3 separate regions of the Rattus norvegicus genome follow, and regions 2 and 3 are each linked to region 1. The links are chromatin contacts, called in public Hi-C maps. All regions are on one chromosome and are shown on one strand. The core of a region is the stretch at or near the end of the contact, and the rest is flanking DNA. Distances in the headings are between cores, read along the strand shown. Region 1 has its middle 63 kb from the start of Epcam. Region 2 overlaps Ttc7a (tetratricopeptide repeat domain 7A). Region 3 holds the start of Mcfd2 (multiple coagulation factor deficiency 2, ER cargo receptor complex subunit).

Region 1 (2,756 bases), core at 34-2,533:
TTCTGAGACTGAGCGTGGTCTTCAGCCCGCAAAATCAGCAGGTCGCCATTCTGCTTGGGCTTTGCCCTGTCTCAAGCCCTGTAGTTTGAAACAGCAGGCTCCACATCTGAGGAAAGCGAGTCTTCTGCGCTTCCTCGTGCTCTTGACAAGGCTGAGTCAGATGACAGGGCCCCGGAATGACCAGCCCATGCTTACGGCTTCCCCGTCTCTGCCGATCGCGGTCGGCCAGCTAATGTTCTAAAGACTCGACTGCAGGTACAGCACTGGCTTCAACCCGTGGGGACAGCCAGGTGACCATTACTCTGTGGCCAGTGGTAAGCATCTAGGAGTTTACAGGGAATTTATTTACTTTTCAAGAATATAAGAGGTAAAAAAAGAGGAAGGGGAAAAAGTCTAGGAAATGCCTTCTTCTGCATCAGCTTGAGTGACATAATGTCCCTGTTTGCTGTGCCTGGAAGTGTTTGCCCAAGGATAGCAACACTGTGTAGAACATGCTGTCACACGGATTGGCCCTTGTAGGTCGTACTGTCCTATCCAAGCATGGGGGGAGGGAAGACAACACTACTAGTCCCCTCCTGTGTGCCAGCTGCATGTTGGTGGTCCCATCTCACTAACAGCCTGGGGTGGGGTGGCATCACTCTGGGTCTCTAGAATGGGCTGCAGCTCTAAGAAGGGCTGAGGAGCTTGTGAGGTAATGGGGAAGCAGAGAAACAACTAAGCAGGTTAGGGAGGGAGCTTAGGAGAGAGACTTTGCCCCTGAAAGCTACCAGAGCCGTTGAAAGGCTGTGGCAGTGGAACAGATTCGCCCTCCAGCCCTCCCGCAGCTGTGCAAGCACGAAATGAAAACCAGAGAGAGCAGTCCGGAAGGCACATCTCTTGTCCCTCCTCTGTCCTTGTGCACACAGAAGAGAGGTCTCTGGGCTCCAGGCTGGCAGTTCAATAACCCATTTTACAATTTTAGATCCAAGCCAGTGGCCCCCAGTTTTAATTTAGATTATTGAAAGATGGTAAATTGGGCCAGACAAGTGACAGGCGCTCGCGGTGTGGGCACAGCGCTGGCAGGTTGCTGCTAGGATGATTTCAGTCATGACATTGAGGTCGGGAGAGCAGACAAAGTCTGAATTTAGCGTAGCCGTTCACTCACTAATCATGAGACACTGGAAATGTCATCTAATCGTTCTCACGTGCTTTTATTTCACTGTCGAAATATGTTTCATAGCGAGACGATGTCTCACCGCCCCATCTCCTGTAATTGTTGCCTACTGTTTTATAAAAGCCGGCGCATTCTTGCCTTTCAATAAATGCTAGCAAGCGTCATTCCGGGAGCCTAGTTGCATCACCAGTATGGCATCATCTGGTTCTTCCTTGTGGAGCAATACTGCCGCTCAGTGGATGAATGTGGAACTGCAACTAGCAAAGTGTTTCCGCCCCACCCTTCTTTCTACAAGGTCAGGGAAACTCCAGCTTGCTCAAAAGGCTCTTTTGTCCCCCCCCCCCGTACTAAAACAAAGCAAAACAAAACAAACAAACAAACAAACAAACAAACAAGAAAAAACCACTTCAATCCCAGTGAATTTTGAACCTTGAGCTAAAGAAAGAATGCCACTTAATTTTAATTTTATTTATTTATTTTTGAGACATGTCTCACTATGCAGCTCCATCTGGCTTTAAAACACTTAATCCTCCTGCCTCTGCTTCACAAACGCTGGGATTACAGACATGCGCCACAACTTGTGAAGAACCACAATCTTCACTGGCCTGGGAACAACTTTCTAGACTTGGCGTGCCCCACCCTCATGTACCACTAACAAGGACCATATGGGCAGAAAGCGAAAACACAGCAGAGAACCACAGGACAGGCACCGCTAAGAAACATTCAGTGGGCGCCACTAGGCCTCAGTTGGAAACACAGTAACCAGAAAACAAACAAACAAAAATCCCACCAACTGTCTAGTTGGGGAAGAAGCACATTAGCTTTTAGCACACAAGAGGTAGATGGAGTGTTCAGACAGCCAGGGCTACGCAGGAAAACCGTGTCTTAAAACAATAAACAAACAAACAAAAGAGAAATAAAAAGGAAGGAAAGGATACGAACAAAATCACGTAAGAATAGATTGCAGTCTATAGTAACGACCTGAAGTCCGGGTGACAGACACTATCCCCACCAGGACTGGAGAAGCCACGGTCCTCGGTGTTCCCAGGGGCCCCGGACTCTATTGGAGTTCATTTAAATGTTCATTGTTTTTGAAGGTAGAGGAAGTGACTCTTGGCTACAAACTCCTCCTCTTGGCAATCAGACGCCAGAAAGGTCACCAAAACATGAACGGGGTTCCCAAAAGGGGGACAGCGGAGGGTCCCCAGGGCTAAACGATCTTCCAGAAACTCGAGTAGCACATAGCAATCACAGAGCAAGGACGAAGACAGGGCTCTTGCTGCCCGAGGACCGGAGTTGGACGCCATAACCCACAGGGGAACAGAGGGGACCAACCAAGTCCTGCCAGGTGTCCTCTGACTTCACACATGTGCTATTTCATGCACACATGCAATTAGTAAATGCAATTTTAAGCAGGCATTGTATATTTGTTGTTTAGATCATTCTCGTTTGAGACAAAACTTTAGGAAAACACTGCTTCTGTAGGCAATTTTTACTTCATCAGTTGTGTTAAGGTTTCCTCTGTATCTCTCTCTCTCTCTTTCCTTTCCTTTATTTTTTTTATAGAAAATAAGCCAAATTATTTGTCTATCACACCTCCAGC
Region 2 (3,110 bases), core at 567-3,066, 270 kb before region 1:
TGCATTGGTTATGGCCCTGCACGACTGAGTTCTGGGGGTCTTTGGGAAAGGAAAGGCTTTTCATTGTTCAGGCGGCTTCCCACCAGTGGCCAGAGACCGCCCAGCAGTTCATTCCCTAAGAGCCCAGCACCCTCTGTGCATTCCTGCTCTATGATTGGACCTGTGAACAGGTTAGGCAGGGCCAAAGAGGCAGGGAATGGGCTGCTGCCTGGGGTGCGGCGGACTCCAGAGGTGACTGAAGGGTGTGGGGTTGGAGCCCAGAGGTGGTGCTGCTCTGGGTCCAAGGGTTCCTTTAGGAGTCTTGGCCTGGTCCTGGGGTTGGAGCCTCTGCTGAGAATGGGGTGGAGACAAACCTCACAGAGCACTCACCTACCCCCCCCCCCAACTCTGCCTTTGCTGTCCCCTGCTCAGTCGGGTCTTGTCCACTGTGCACAGGAGGCGGCATTCGCTCGATCCTCACAGCTTCCCTCACACTCTGATCTTCAAAAGCCTACGCCCCTTTCGTGCCGGCCAAGTCTGGTGCCCAGTTACTCATACGTCTGAACAACTCTCACTTTTTCCAAGGGCCTTGCCCTGTTGACTTAGCAGCTGATTCCCTCCAGATGATCCTGTCTTTTGTGCTCTGGTAATAGTGTTGCTAACTAACTAACGGAGCCCAATTAGAACGCCCGAGCATAAAAAGCATCCTGTGAACAGGATTGGGGCCAGAAAGCCTGGGGCCGTCACTTCCCGTCTGCGCCACTAGAGGGCAGGGCTGGATTCCACTTGGAGTCCCGCCCCAGGCAGTTCTTTGGTTCCTGAGCCTCCGGGAGGGGGCGCATTACTGACCTAGAGTCCTGCCTGCGGAGAAGCCTCGGGAAGGAGCGTGGGCCAGCACTGAGCAGCTCCTGAGGTGTGGCAACAGGGGACTGGGAGGGGACAAGGCAACACCACGTGAGCTGAGAAAGCTGGCAGTCCTATCTCTAACCACACAGGACCGAGGGCCCTCAGGCACCTGCCAAAAACAGGAACCAGAGCAACTCTGCTGCGACACCCATCGCGGGCAAGGGGACATTTCTCTCTGGGTTCTTGTTCCCCTTCCTTCTGCCTAGAGCTGGCAGAACCCATTTTCTGCTCAGGTTGGAGTGAGGTTGAGCCAGGTGGTCTGTGTGCTTTGTAATGCGCTGCTTTCATTCCTAAGACAAGTTCTTTACATTGCGCCCAAATGAGAGAACAGAGGGCTTTCCAAGGGAGTCACTTCACTGCCACCCTGGCTAGGGGCTCCGTTAGTTCGGTAATCAATAGATCAATCAATCAGTCAATCAATCAAACCCCTAACCCCAAGTTGCCCTGACTTGTCTGTCAGGAGCTCACTCCAGTGTGAAGTGTGACTTTAGATGATTGGCAGTCCTGTCTTGTTTTCAGTGCATGTGTCTGCAGGCCTGGGGGAGGGGACAGGGTTGCTCTCACTGGGTTCAGAGACCTGGAAGACTCACCAGCAAAGCTTGTGCTGTCTCTCAGCTTTCTGTGTCTGCTCTGGGGGGACAGGAAGACCTCCCTCAGGGCACAGCCTGTATTTGTTTGTGCCCACTTCCTGAACTTTCCCCGACCTGTTGGAAAAGAAAGTCCGATGTTTGCGTGAACTCTGTGTCTGACGACCTCTGTCTTCCATGCTCAGCTTGACTCAAGGTGGAAGTTTGTGGGTTTTGAGGCAGACGATTTGGGTCTGTGTTGAAAACGAGCAGCGGGATAACCGTTGAACTTCCCCTGACCTTGTCCTCTGGTAGCTGGGACCTGCCACATTGCCACACTATCCTGGGTACTTGACCCGAAGTCTCTTGTGGACTGTGCCAGCCCTCAAATGGGAACTTCTGATGAGGGTTGTTTGTACAACCTCTCAGTGATCAGTTCTTACTAATATATCATTTTATTTCCAATCATGTTCTCATCGTTGAGCACCTACTGTGTGCAAAGCGCTTTTGCTTCCGATGAGTTCCCAGGAAATGAGGCAAGCAGCAGGAAGCAGATGCCTTCTACACAGCCAAGGGTGGGTGCGAGTCACTCATACAGCCTCTCCCTTTGCTCCACAATGACTGCAGTTACCCACAGTGCAGCTGGCCGGGTACGTGCAGAAAGAAAGCACTTGGTCATGGCATGGTGAACTGGGGTGAGCGCACAGTGAGGAGACAGGTGTGTCTCCAGGGTCTCAGAGTCGAGAGTGCTGGTGTCAGCCTCTTGGCCTTGGGTAGGCGACACCCAGAAAGACAGGCATCTTCCAGGTTTCAGTTCTCTATTAGAAGGGGTTGGGTGGGGGTATTTTATTTAGTTACATTTGCTGGTGTTGGGGGGCATTGCAGGTCAGCCTACATGCTTGCAAGTGCTCTACCACTGAGCCGCAGCAGCCTGTCCCACGACGGTAACTTCTTTTTTATGATAAATAAGAGACAGGTTCTCTGTAGCCCTGGCTGTCCTGGAGTTCGCTGTGTAGGCCAGGCTGAGCGCAGGGATCTGCTTGGCTCTGCCTCCCGAGTGCTGGGATTAGAGGCGTGAGCTCAAATTTCTTAAGGGCATTGAGCACATCGTGAGTTCTGCTTACGCTGGGCTCATGGAGCCTTGTGAGAAGTTCTGTAGACTGAAAACTGTCAAGGGCTTTGGAAAACTCTGCACTGCTGGCTGCCAGGAATGGTGGTGGGGGAGCTGCACTGCTGGCTGGGGGGGGGGGTAGGGGGTCAGGGGTCAGGGGATGGGGGAGGTGCACTGCTTGGGGTGGGAGAGCTGCACTGCTGGCTGGGAGGGTAGAGGGTAGAGGGAGATGCATTGCTGGCTGGGGGTGGGGTGGGAGCTGAACTGCTGGCTGGGGTGGGGGTGGGGGTGGAGGGGGCTACCGCACTGCTGTTACTCCCACCTTCCTCCTGGACTCCTCTGTTGGCTGAGCTGCTAACGCCCCCACCACCCGCCTCTTGACCAGTTGGACTTGACTTGAGTTGGAATAACCGGCTTCCTGGCTTCTCCCCATGCAGCCTGTTTCTGGGCCAGGGTTTGTTTGAGGCTCTGTTTGGATACTGTTAAAAGTGGGCAGCTTGGCTCACAAAGGTCATCAGGAGAGACCAGAACAAAGAGATCTTTCAAGC
Region 3 (3,186 bases), core at 54-2,553, 310 kb before region 1:
TCTCCTTGCTCTTGAAGTAAAACCAACCATAAGTCTCCCAGTTAAAGAAACCTTTACCTGGGCTGAGGTTGAGAATTTGTCCTGAACAATTTGGTGTTTAATATTTTGATCCACTTGTTCATTGGGGGATTCCAAAGGAAAAGCATGCTACCCTTTAACTAACAGCCTAGTAACATAGGAAGAGCAGAACTGTGAGGGTTGTGAGAACAGGTGGACTCCTCTCTCATAGATGACAGCTTAATACAAAACAGAGATCACCAAAGAGACACTCAAGGGGTACCACATAAACCCCCATCCACAGAAAGCATGAGAAGAAATATTTCAACCAAAAACGATGTATTCCCCTCATAGACAGAACATATGGCGGTGAACGCCTAAACTCAGAAATGACTTGGGTCCAATGTAGCTGCAGAATATTCAGTTGAGGGACAGGTCTTGAGTAAAGTTCAAAGACAGTGAGTCACACAGGTATGGTAGGCCTGTGGAAGGGCTTAGAAGGGCAAAGAGAATCCACAGAAGAACCAGGGAATGGGGCAGGGTGGAGGAGCATAAGAGATTTGTTTCAAGAGCGTGTCTCTAGCTCCCTGTATTGGACACGTGGAAGAGTATCAGTAAATATCAACGGAGCAGAAAGAGGAGCTGATTGTTAAGGCAAGGTGTCTGGAAAAGTGAGAGTTCTGAATGGGTTCAATGTATTTGACGAGTGTAGGCGAGATTGATGCCTAGGCCTCTGGTTTGGGCACATGTGTGGATGGAGGTTTTCCAGAAAAGGAAAACAAGAGAAACGAGCATCCCTTGTCTTCCTAACCTCCCAGGCTCAACCTAGCCAACCCCGCCGAGACAACAGGACCTGCGGGTCTGCCCCGAGGAAGATGGGGGAGCCAGGGGCAGATGGGGAGCCAGGGACAGATGGAGTAACGCCTGTGGCCCTCGTGCTTCTAGGCCAGCCGGGGTACGTGACAAGTCCACACAGCTGACCCTACAGCCAGACACTTAGACGCCCGGGAATGGGGTGAGCGAAAACAGCAGCGCGGGACTCCGCCAGCCAGACACGTCTGGCCCCGAAACCCTCTCGGAAGACAGGCGGCTGCCGTGGGCCACAGGTCCCACTGTGCCCGGACGGTCGGCATCCTCCACCCTGCCGCCCTGGCCTCCCATCCCGAGTCCCAGGCCCGGGAGCCACCGACCGACCTCTGCTCCAAGGGTCAGGCCTCCCGCCCGCCGGTTCGCTCACCCTGATAATCCCTGACGCAGTCGCGAAGCACTTCTGGATGAACCTTGCCAGCTGCCGTCCCCCTGACGCTTTTTCTCCGCACGCCGGACCCGCCCCTCGGTCAGCCGCGCAGGCGCACAGCCTCCCACCGCCCCGGGAGCCGTCGGCCCCGCCCCCTGCGCGGCCCGATCCATTGAGTCCACGTGTCCCCTGTGGCTGGCGCGCCGGATCTGCCTCCTGAGGGCGACACCCTGCTGCTTAGCCCTGGAGCGTCCAGGCGTGCGAGTTGCTAGGCAACCCTGAAGCCCCGGGAAGAGGCACCACAGGAGTTTTGGGCTGCAGGATACGGAGGAGCGGACTCAGAGGTTGGCCAGCCTCGCCTTCTCTATTCTTTGACCGTGCTCTTGCCCCTCTCCCCGCACTTCACACCGAAGAAGAGTGTAAAACCCCTAACTCCTGTCCAATGAGGCAGCCGGTGCCCGCCAAGGACCCTGCGTTTCCATGAATGACCTGCTTCCGTTTTTTCTTTGCTCTATTCCTGAGCCACAGCCTCAAGCTCCAAGACTTATGGGCGACCCAGCTAGTAAAGTTCCTGAAATCGGCTGGTTTTGTTTTCTTTACTTTTTAAATTTATGTACATTGGTGTCCGACCAGAGAGTGTGGGATCCCCTGAACTGGAGTTAGACAGTTGTGAGGTGCCATGTGGGTGGTGGGGACTGAAAAGCCAGTGCTCTTAATCACCTAGCCGAAACCGGGTGTTCTTTTCTAGAGAAGACAATATACTTTCAAAAAACGATCCTGCCCTTTACTCCTAACAAAACTGTCTTTCAGTGAATGTGTATAAATCCAGATGGATACAGGATTGTACATTTTAAAATACCTTCTCTCCTTTGTATCCATGAAGATACATAATCTTTTTTTTTTAGCTGCTCCTACATCAAAAGGGGAGAGAGATTATATCAAAGCCTTCCCTACTTCCTTGAGGCCTTGAAAATTGGCCAACAGCACCGCCTTTGTCCCACTTCCAAGATTAAGGTTTCAACATTATCCTATAGGGAGAGAAAAACCTCTTAGTCCCTAAGATATTAACACAACATTCCATCTCATTCTGAAGCTTAGATTAGTTTGATCCAGTTCGTTCCGGGTACTCTGCGCCTCCATCCAGACTGCATTCTACCTACGCTCCATTGTCTTGGGAGCTATAAATACAGGTAGTTTATGGCCCTTTAAGAAACTCAGTAACTGGGGTTGGGGATTTAGCTTAGTGGTAGAGCCCTTGCCTAGGAAGCACAAGGCCCTGGGTTCGGTCCCCAGCTCCGAAAAAAAAGAACCAAAAAAAAAAAAAAAAAAAAAAGAAACTCAGTGACTAGGAACTGGACTGAGGGTAGCCTGGAACTCCTGATCCTCTGTCCTTCACCTTCCACCTCCCAGACCTACCTTTCTGTTTGGTTTGGTTTGGTTTAGTTTGGTTTGGTTTGGTTTGGTTTTTTGAGACAGGAGCTCTGTGTAGCTCTGGCTGTTCTGGAACTTGCTGTGGACTAGGCTGACCTCAGACGCAGATCCACGTGCTTCTGCCTCCCAAGTGATGGGATTAAAGGTCTGTGCCACCACAGCCTGGCTCAGACTTTTGTCTAATAAGCACTTGCCACCAAGCTAGGTACTCCATCTTTTCTGCCTGACCATTCTTACCTGCACAGATATTTGTCCTCTGGTTCTTTCCCATAATGCAATTGAAAAGGCAATCTCCAGGCAAACCAGGGGTCTCTTCTGGCTTGTTTATTTGTTGCACTCAAACATCCTGTGGTGGTTAGAATAGGTTTGGCCTCCATTATCTCCCATGTTTCAATGCTTGACCTGTAGAGAGTGGCACAATTAAGAGGTACAGCCTTGTTGGAGTGGGTATGGCCCTGTTGGAGGAAATGTGTCACTGTGGAGACAGGTTAGAGGTCTTCTATGCTCCAGCTATGCTCAGG

Evidence for each region. A called contact is a pair of places that touch in the nucleus more often than the background predicts.
Region 2: a Hi-C map of the A7r5 cell line shows a contact between it and region 1, with 11 times the contacts expected there. The contact joins two enhancer-like sites. A contact is called at or near these places in 12 of 12 Hi-C or Micro-C datasets (the A7r5 cell line, the Rat2 cell line, Schwann cells and 7 more) and 1 of 1 datasets of contacts at active chromatin or transcription factors (oligodendrocytes).
Region 3: a contact with region 1 is called in a Hi-C map of mammary epithelial cells, with 4 times the contacts expected there. The contact joins the promoter of Mcfd2 here to the enhancer-like site in region 1. A contact is called at or near these places in 3 of 12 Hi-C or Micro-C datasets (kidney, liver and mammary epithelial cells).

What each region holds. Positions count from the first base shown.
Region 1 is chr6:12,711,763-12,714,518 of GRCr8, reverse strand. No RefSeq gene overlaps it. Among named protein-coding and RNA genes, the nearest start is that of Epcam, 63 kb to the right of the region's middle. Within about 2 kb of position 1,283, at least 63 of the 93 cell types and tissues checked have an H3K27ac peak or open chromatin away from gene starts, as enhancers often do. A contact at or near this core is called in the A7r5 cell line and liver, where this site is marked.
Region 2 is chr6:12,980,532-12,983,641 of GRCr8, reverse strand. All of the region lies in intron 5 of Ttc7a (tetratricopeptide repeat domain 7A), which reads left to right. Among named protein-coding and RNA genes, the nearest start is that of Ttc7a, 33 kb to the left of the region's middle. Within about 2 kb of position 1,816, at least 60 of the 93 cell types and tissues checked have an H3K27ac peak or open chromatin away from gene starts, as enhancers often do. A contact at or near this core is called in the A7r5 cell line and liver, where this site is marked.
Region 3 is chr6:13,026,167-13,029,352 of GRCr8, reverse strand. Mcfd2 (multiple coagulation factor deficiency 2, ER cargo receptor complex subunit) reads right to left here and starts at 1,303. Exons shown (of 4, transcript NM_139253.2): 1 at 1,235-1,303.